Linked DNA regions of Mus musculus: regions 2 and 3 are each linked to region 1. Evidence: chromatin contacts called from public ChIA-PET and HiChIP or PLAC-seq data. All regions are on one chromosome and are shown on one strand. Each heading gives the region's core, a stretch centred on a gene start, on an enhancer-like site or on the middle of the called end of the contact. The rest is flanking DNA. Distances are from core to core; before and after follow the strand shown.

The links. ChIA-PET counts read pairs in DNA pulled down with a chosen protein or histone mark. HiChIP or PLAC-seq counts read pairs in DNA pulled down with a chosen protein or histone mark.
Region 2: a contact with region 1 is called in an H3K27ac HiChIP or PLAC-seq map of thymic regulatory T cells, with 5 times the contacts expected there. The contact joins two enhancer-like sites. A contact is called at or near these places in 2 of 39 promoter capture datasets (hippocampal neurons and liver) and 5 of 115 datasets of contacts at active chromatin or transcription factors (acute myeloid leukemia, embryonic forebrain, neural tube and 2 more).
Region 3: an RNA polymerase II ChIA-PET map of memory CD8 T cells shows a contact between it and region 1, with 17 read pairs. The contact joins the promoter of Nsmaf here to the enhancer-like site in region 1. A contact is called at or near these places in 6 of 484 Hi-C or Micro-C datasets (CD4 T cells, CD8 T cells, embryonic stem cells and 2 more), 2 of 115 datasets of contacts at active chromatin or transcription factors (astrocytes and memory CD8 T cells) and 1 of 9 other capture datasets (liver).

The regions. Positions count from the first base shown.
Region 1 is chr4:6,969,271-6,972,072 of GRCm38.p6, reverse strand. All of the region lies in intron 1 of Tox (thymocyte selection-associated high mobility group box), which reads left to right. Among named protein-coding and RNA genes, the nearest start is that of Tox, 20 kb to the left of the region's middle. Within about 2 kb of position 1,397, at least 22 of the 459 cell types and tissues checked have an H3K27ac peak or open chromatin away from gene starts, as enhancers often do. A contact at or near this core is called in CD8 T cells, embryonic stem cells, memory CD8 T cells and 3 more, where this site is marked.
Region 2 is chr4:7,533,070-7,535,871 of GRCm38.p6, reverse strand. No RefSeq gene overlaps it. Among named protein-coding and RNA genes, the nearest start is that of 8430436N08Rik, 26 kb to the left of the region's middle. Within about 2 kb of position 1,376, at least 10 of the 459 cell types and tissues checked have an H3K27ac peak or open chromatin away from gene starts, as enhancers often do. A contact at or near this core is called in regulatory T cell precursor and thymic regulatory T cells, where this site is marked.
Region 3 is chr4:6,452,892-6,455,693 of GRCm38.p6, reverse strand. It overlaps Nsmaf (neutral sphingomyelinase (N-SMase) activation associated factor), which reads left to right and starts at 1,423. Exons shown (of 31, transcript NM_010945.2): 1 at 1,423-1,709. The coding sequence starts at 1,651.

The DNA.
Region 1 (2,802 bases), core at 148-2,647:
TTATGGATATCATTGCTAGGGTTCTTCTGTTGCTATCACAAACCCCAGCAATTCTGACTCAGTGATAAGTGAGGACTATGCAAACTTACAAATTCACTGCCCACCTATCAACTCAGGCTGTTCCTTTCAAAAGCAATAGCTATTAGGATTCCGAGAGGTAGGGTTCCTGACTTTAACAAGTTCTTGATTTGGGAACAAAAAAGTCGTTCGAAAAATAAGAAAATACAGAGAGAAAAACATAAAAAAAAATAGGTCTTACTTTAGATATTCAGTAAGTTCTTCAGCATTTTGTTTCCCACATACAAGTGAGTATTCTAGAGATTCATTTTTAGTAAGTTTTTTAAGTGTCAGAAGATAGAGAAAGGAACCTTGCATGGCTTCCTGGGTCCTTTCTTACTGTTCAAGTTGATGACTCCTTTCCTTAGGTGCTCATGGGGCCATATTTTTGGATGTTTTATCTCATCTGTCCATTTCACTCTGGTTCACTCTGGTTCATTCTGCCTCCCACACTTCTTACCTTAGCAGCATCAAGGTTCTGTCTCCTTCCCCTGACTAAGGAATGGCAAGTCTCTGTTGAAGCAAAGACACATGATTTATTTTGACCAAAATTTAGAAATATCTTCGTGAAGGAAGATGAATATGCTTTGGCAAACCGGTTTGGCAGCCACCAATTTAGACATCACTAAAGAAACATTTGTGTATAAGACACAAGGAGAGAATAATTATTAGTTATAATACTTTATTTATATAAAATATATAATTTATTATAATAATTACTTATAATAATACAAAATTATTATTGTCACATATTCACAAACCATCAGGTTTACATAGTCTACAACTTTGAAAGTAGCTGATTTCTAATCCCCCAAGAAAACATGGGAGATTTCTTTACCATCCTGTATAAACCATTTGATCCGGAATGCTTGGACTTGTTACATAAACATAAGCATCGTATCCTATCAATGGTGGCTGTAAATTACTTGTGTGTAATCTTTTGAATTGAGATGATACTCTAATTTTCTATCAAATCTGGTATAGGCAATAACATATATAAGAAAAGAAAGAAAGCAAGCATAAAGGAGTCTAATGCATCCGGGAAATTTCTGAGCCAGTTTGTGTGAGACACCCTGCTTGGATACAGGGCTGGAGAGAATGGGAGGAAAAGGGCTTCTTCACCTGGCACTGACTGGCTGTGTTTTCTCAGCAGTAGTTACCCTGAGGTATTCTAAGAGCTGCAAGGTGACAGAAGAGACTTAGCCTTGTGTACCTCTGCACCTCTAGTAACCTTTTGTTTTCTCCAAAATTGCCGGAAATGATCTTTCAACCATAGTCTGTAAGGCAGGACTCACAACAGCTTTGTTGTGGATTTCTGGGTTGAGTTTCAGGCTCTTAACTACTTATAGACTCACAATTGATGTGTGTCACAAGGTTTAAAGAGCGGCTTCTAAGATATTACAGTGCAATTGTTGATAAAGGGAACTTTTATTGTTGATAAAAGGAACCGCCTTTCGCCTTGGAGATGAGATAGACCTGTCTGTACGAGTCACTTGTCACTTTCAGCTTTGATTTGAGGTTAGTCAGAGGTAAACTTCCACAGTCTAGATGAGCAGATACCTACTAAAGTATGTCAGAAATGGAGTCCATGCTGTTCAAATGGCTGGTGATATTACTGGACATGCTAATGGGTGTTTAAAATAAACTAATTATAGTCATTTTATGTTAGTCTGTTTTACCAGGTGATAATAAGAGTGTGAAAGAGACATCACCATTAAACTTGTAATTTTATTAGTAACTTGATAATTAACAATTATCCTTTAATTGGCAATGTCCCATTACAATTTTCAATGCAAGTATTTGCAATGTCAAGTTCTGCCATGGAGCAGGGTGGAGAAAGGGATACAACAGAGGAAGCTGAGGCTGTTTGTAGTTCAGAGACATAGTTAAATCAATCGCGTGACCAGTGCTTGAGGAATGAATCCATCCTAAGGGAGATCACCACACAGGACCTTCAGCAGCCAGCTCCATGCATTCCTGTAACTGAGGTGAGGAGAGTTCCTGCCAGGACATTCAAGACACAGGCCAGCAGGCCAGCAGGCCAGCAGGCCAGCAGAACAGTTAGGATGTCAAGGACACTCAAGTTATTTCATCTTATAGGAGCCTTGTTTTCTAATAATGTGCTTCATTTTTATTATTATCAATGTAGTTATTTTGTGGACTATTTCCCTTAGTCAGGGTTACTATGACCATGATGAAACCCCGTGACCAAAAGCAAATTGGAGAAGAAACAGTTAAATTGGCTTATGCATTCACATCAAAGGTACTTAAAACAGGAACTAAAACAGGGCAGGAACATAGATGCAGGAGCTGATGCAGAGGTCGTAGAGGGGTGTTTGTTACTCACTAACTTGTTCCTCTTGGCCTACTCAGCCTGCTTTCTTATAGAACCCAGGATGAGCAGCCCAGAGCTGTACCACCCACAATGGACTGCGCCTTCTCATATCAATTACTAATTAACAAAATATTCTACAGGCTTGCCATCAGCCTGATATGGAAGTATTTTCTCAAAGATCTCTCCTCTATGATGACTCTAGCTTGTGTCAAGTTGACATAAAATTAGCTATCTCAGTAATCTTGGAATAATTAAATATCTATACGATTAATGTTAACCATGTTTTATACGTGATTTTTCGAATGCTCTGGAATGTGGTTAAACTATACTGATCTCAAACTATCTATCTATCTATCTATCTATCTATCTATCTATCTATCTATCTATCTACCTATCTAGTTTCAGAAAGC
Region 2 (2,802 bases), core at 127-2,626, 560 kb before region 1:
GTCCCCTAAACCCTCCCCCCACCCTGCTCCCCACTCCTGCTTCCTGGCCCTGGCATTCCCCTGTACTGGAGCATATAATCTTTGCAAGAACAAGTGCCTCATTTACTAGTTTTAAGGACAATTTCCCTTCTAAGATGGAAAAGCAGACAAAACAAGAAGAATAACACTGTTTAGATGGAAGAGCTTACTATCATAAAAACATAATAGAATTTATTGTGGTTTTCACTAAAATAATTACAACTCTTTCATTACTAGGAAACGCATTAACAGAATACAACACATTTCAGTCATTCTTTTTTTTAACAATTTTTTTATTAGATATTTTCTTCATTTACATTTCAAATGCTATCCTGAAAGTCCCCTATACCCTCCCCCCACCCTGGTCCCCAACCCACCCACTCCCTCTTTTTGGCCCTGGAAAACATTCCATCCATTCTCTACCCACTCAAGTGTCATAAGAACAGCTGCAGACAGGGGCTTGACTAGTTTATTGTTTGTTTTAGGACTAAAAGGGGCTTTGATTGTTACTATTTGTAAGATAGTTGAAAAAGTAGTTTGGCAGAGTAAATGTCCTCCTTGCGTTGTACTCTGAGACAAAGTAGTGTCCTTTTAGGGATTTATAAGACCTATTTATGAGACTGAAATATTGTATGAGATATCAATGATACACTGTAATCAGGAAAAGTCGAGTGCTTTCTTGTTTAATTGAAAATATTATAATTTTCAAAGACCAAAAAATTATAATTATAATCATCAACTAAAATATAGCTAATTTAGTGGTCACAGAGAATTCTGGATTTTAAAATCTATCATGAAATTATTAATATTGGGTTTGTTATAGGTGTCTACTAACATTTTAATTTAAATTAATAAATATAAGTCTATTTATCAACTAATGAATAGAATTAAATCTTTAAAATAAAATGGATACAAGAAAGTTAAAGGAACTCTTCTGACTTTTTGGGTTGTGTCTGTCTCCTTTTGATTTTCTGTTACTAAAATCATTCTCAGGGCTTTATTTGTGAAGTATTCTACTACTGAGTTGCCTCCCCTGCTCCACATAGAAGGTACTTCTTATTCCGGGGAGTTGTACATATTCTTTACCTTCTTCCTTTTGAGACAGGCTGGCCCTGAGATATGCTTGGCTCAGTCTTCCAGAGTGTGCACCATCAGGCCTGCCTCAGACACAGTGTGAGTGAAGACAGTGAAAGTCATTTCACCTGCAGGGAGTTGTGAAAGTGAGTAGAATAGTTTGTGTACAGGAGACATTTGTATTCTCCAGTTAAATCAGTTTGTGATTTAGAGGCTGCTGTTGAGTCAGGCATGGCTTTGATGAGTTCTTAAACCACACTCTGAGGTGAGGTGTGGCTTTGGTAGGCGTGCAGGTTTGCTTGCTTGAATCCCCTTTGTCAAAAAGCAGAGAAGCCATTTGCGCTGAGGCGGTGGAGCTACTGTTGCTGCTTCTCGCTTAACAGTCTGCTGTGAGCCACTGTGCATTGGCTTTTTTATAAAATCACATTTTAACTGTGTGTATCACAGTAAAATCAGGGAATAGCTATACTAATGAATCTACATAAATATTACTAGGCTAGTCCTACTGCTCTAATGGGCTGGTTATAACTCAATAAACATTTGCTGAACAATGGTGGATAATGCTAGCAATATGTCACTTTTCTTCCATCTCTCTATAACTTTTAGAATCCATTATCATTGAACATGATTGGAATAAACTAAGTGATAGTGTAGATTTTCTGTTCTTTTATCTAAATCCTGTATATTTGTGTTAGACTTGCATTTGTGGTGCAAATATTTTAGTATTTGATGTTTCTCAGCTGTGACTTGAATACATATGAGCAAATCCTCTTGAGGCAGCATGCAGTATATGAATCAATTCCAGGGCCCTGACCCTTAGTAATACAGTTTACACAAACACCACCTTCCATATTCTCACGTCTACGTGTTACTGAGATCTTATGAATTCTTATGCACTTCTAAGAAAGGAAAGGGGAACCTTGTGGAAAAGCTTGATTTAAAAGAAGGGATCATATGATGGAAAGGTATTTCCCAATATGTGAGAGATAGCACTACTGTATCAGGACAAGTTCCAATAGGGCCATAAAATGGCCCCCATTATAATTTTTCCCAGACTCATTTGGAAAAAACGTGTTATTACAATGATATCACCAAGAGCTTTTCATATTTTTGTATCTACACTTTAAATAGAACCTTCCACATTTAAAAGTGAAAAACCCCTTTTTGCCTATAATATTCTTTTGGCCATTTTGTGACCTTGTAACTCACCAATAACAAAATCAATGGTCACACAAAGAATTCTGTTTTCCTTTTGACACAAACTATAAGAAGTAGGTTGTGATTATCTTTATTGAACAAGTAAGCATGCCACAGTTTGAAAAAAGATTAGATGATTCCTAGAGAAAAAAGTATAATAAGGCCAAAATTCCACACTTGTCCACAAAAACTCTTGTATTTACCCATGCCACAACAGCGCTAAATATTTATATTTTCATGTAGTAAATAACTAGCATAAATTATAAATATCCAATATAGAATCAACACCAGTATTTGGAGGATTAATCTTGCCCAAACAATGATGCTTGATGGGACACTACATTGTTACAGCATGGCATGTGGCATTGATGCTTTTGAGTGAAATAAAGCCATAACTCTGTCTTCCCTCCCTCTTTCCCTCCACCTCAAGTACTTCCATGAAGCCCTTGTACTCCCAGCCCTAGCAGAAACTTAATCTTAATTATGGCATTTTGGTGACATATAAAGAAAGCA
Region 3 (2,802 bases), core at 174-2,673, 520 kb after region 1:
TTTGTAAGCTAAGATCAAAGCTTGAGAGAACTCAGGACCTGGATAGAATTTGGCCAAGGAGAGACTCTGTCACTCTCCACCACTACCAGGACCACATCTTTCCTCAATGTTTAATGAAAAGAAAACTTAGATTCTGGTCTATTTTTTAATTACTTTATTCCAGCCAAATTAATTTCTCTCCTTTGAGTCCATAGCATCTACTATACTATTTGCCACACAGAAAATTTTCAGATGGTATCTTAGCCATTCTCATAATCTTATGTCATTGTGCACACATGCACACAAGCTCGTTCCCAAGGACCATTAGGGTAGTTACAGAGTCTGTGCAGCACTCGGATAAAAGGAAGAGATTCACTGACATAGGGTACTCAGGTCTCTTCAGTTATGACTTCCGATCTTCCCCCACATGCTGCCAGTGATGAAGGACAGCTAATTGTTGCCATTGTTGTGCTTTTTTTTCAACCCTGCAGAACTTGATTCTTAAGCCAACACTAGGAGTGTTTCAACACACACAACTTAGAGGCTTGTTATTTGAGAGTCCCTTAAAGGTAAGCAATATCCAGCGTATTCTCAGGGTATTGAGAAATCATAACCCCAATGAAATACGAGTCATAGTTGGCAGGACAGAATATAAAAGGTAAGTATTGTTGAAGGTAAGAACCTTTCTTTACTGCTAGTGGGAGTTAAATGGATACTTTGAAAGCACAGTAGCAGACTTTCAGAGTTCACAGATGGACTTATTAAAACAGTCTAGAAACTCCACCCTTTGATTTCGACTTCACTCAACAGAAATGAAAGCATTTACACACATAAACGGGTACGTGAATGCTTATAGCCAAAAGGTGGGAACACTGCTGTGCCTGGCAACTGTTGAATATATTAACAGGAATGCAGTGTGTGATACAATGGAATACACTTCCGTGATAAAAAGGAATAGAATGTTGACTTGTGCTATACCTCAGACGAACCTTGGAAGCATTGTGCTAAATGAAAGAAATCAGACACAAAGACCACATATTGTATGGATGTTTTTATTCTAGATGTCCAGGCTAGGCAAATTCACAGAGACAGAAAGTTAAGTACTGTTTTCTAGGGCAAAGGTTTGTGGAGATGCACCTAGGAGTAGTGATTGCTAAAAGGTAAAGGTTTCTTTTTGAGATAGTAAAAATATCCCATCACTGTGATAATAGTTGCAACCTAAATATGAATATTACTAAGAACCGCTACACCATACACGGGCGAAAAAAATAAAATAAAATCCCATCGATTATTTATTTCAAAGACTGAAATTTGGGACTAAACATCCAAAAACCTTGTTATTTCAAATCCCCGCCGCCAACGAACTGGGGGGCTCCCGGGCAGGTCTCAGGCTCACGTGGGAGGTATCCTCGCCGCAGCAGCGCTGCAGAGGTTAGTCGGGGCAGTGTAGGACGCGGCTCCCGCGGCCTCAGGTCACTGCGCGCCCCTCCTCCGGGCCTGAGTCACGGCGTCGCCCGAGTCCCCACGCGAGGATGCTGCGGTGAGCGCCGTCCGGACGCCGCGGGCCCTGGGGCGCAGCGTGGGGCTCCCGGCCGCCCGCCCGCCTGCCCGCCCGGTGCGGCCGCTCGGGACTGCTCGGGACAGTCGGCGGCCTGCGAGCCCTGGGCCTCCATGGCGTTCACCCGGAAGAGGCAGCGCGAGCAGCAGCTGCAGCTCTACTCCAAGGAGAGGTGCGCGGGGCGGGAGGCCGGGCCGGGCGGCAGCCGGGGACTCTCCTGCAGGCCGCGGCCGCCTCCGGGGCCGCAGAGCCGCGCGCGGGTGGGCCCGGCTGGCGGGGGCGCCTGGGGACGCGAAGGCAGGGCGGTCCCCGCGCCCGCCCGCCCGCCGTCCCACGCCGGCGTCTCCCCACCGACCCTCCGCGCCCTGCATGGGAGGCTGTTGGGGAAGCGCGTGCGGCGGGGCGGCCGCGGTCAGCCGCGGCCCAGGGAGGACGTGGGTAGAGCTCCGGCCTCCCTCAGATCCCGTCCCCGCACAGGAAAGCGCACTTCCGCCCCGTGGGTCCCTCCCAGGGCGGTTGGTTTTGTGACCCAGCTGTGGTTCCAGCGGGAACGCGGGCTACATTTTTGTTTGTTTGTTTTGAGATGCGGGTTTGTCTGTGGGAGCCGGGATCCGACGGTCACGTTGTTGCTGAGTGGATCCAGCGAAGCAGGCTATGCCAGGAAATGCAGGTGCAGCTTTTATTCTGGGTGCTCTGCGGAGGCTTCACCTGTAGCTATTGCTCAACCCGCCCTCTTCCCCAAGCCCCGCATCTCTCTCTAAGATGTAGTGGGCTGGCAGGGTGGTCCGCGCTGAAATTACCTTTCCACCTCCGGAATTTAAATGGAATTTCTTTGTCTGGCACCCGACGACTTGTTAAGACTTGTTGGTGCTCTGTGTTACATTGAAGAGCATTCAGATTAACATTTGAAATGTTTTAAACGCGTGGCCTGTCATGTTTCTAGGACTTAGTCATTTGTAACAATCCTGTGATAAACAGCGAAATCGGACAGGGGGTGTTTTGTCGTAGATTCTGACTTATTTTAATCGTCTTACGCTGCTCTGTAATGTTAGAGGAACTCGCTGCCCCGGTTATTTCCAGCAAATGCTGGTTTGTTTACATATTATGTACATATGTTCACAGTACTCCAAGGTAGGAGTGCTCCCAGCCCAAACATTTATCAGCTGCCAGCATCAACTCTTCCCTACACTCAGCACCAGCAGCTGATTTCTACTTCCTGATCACCCCAAATTTTTATTTTGAACGTAAACCAAGCAGATTCTTTA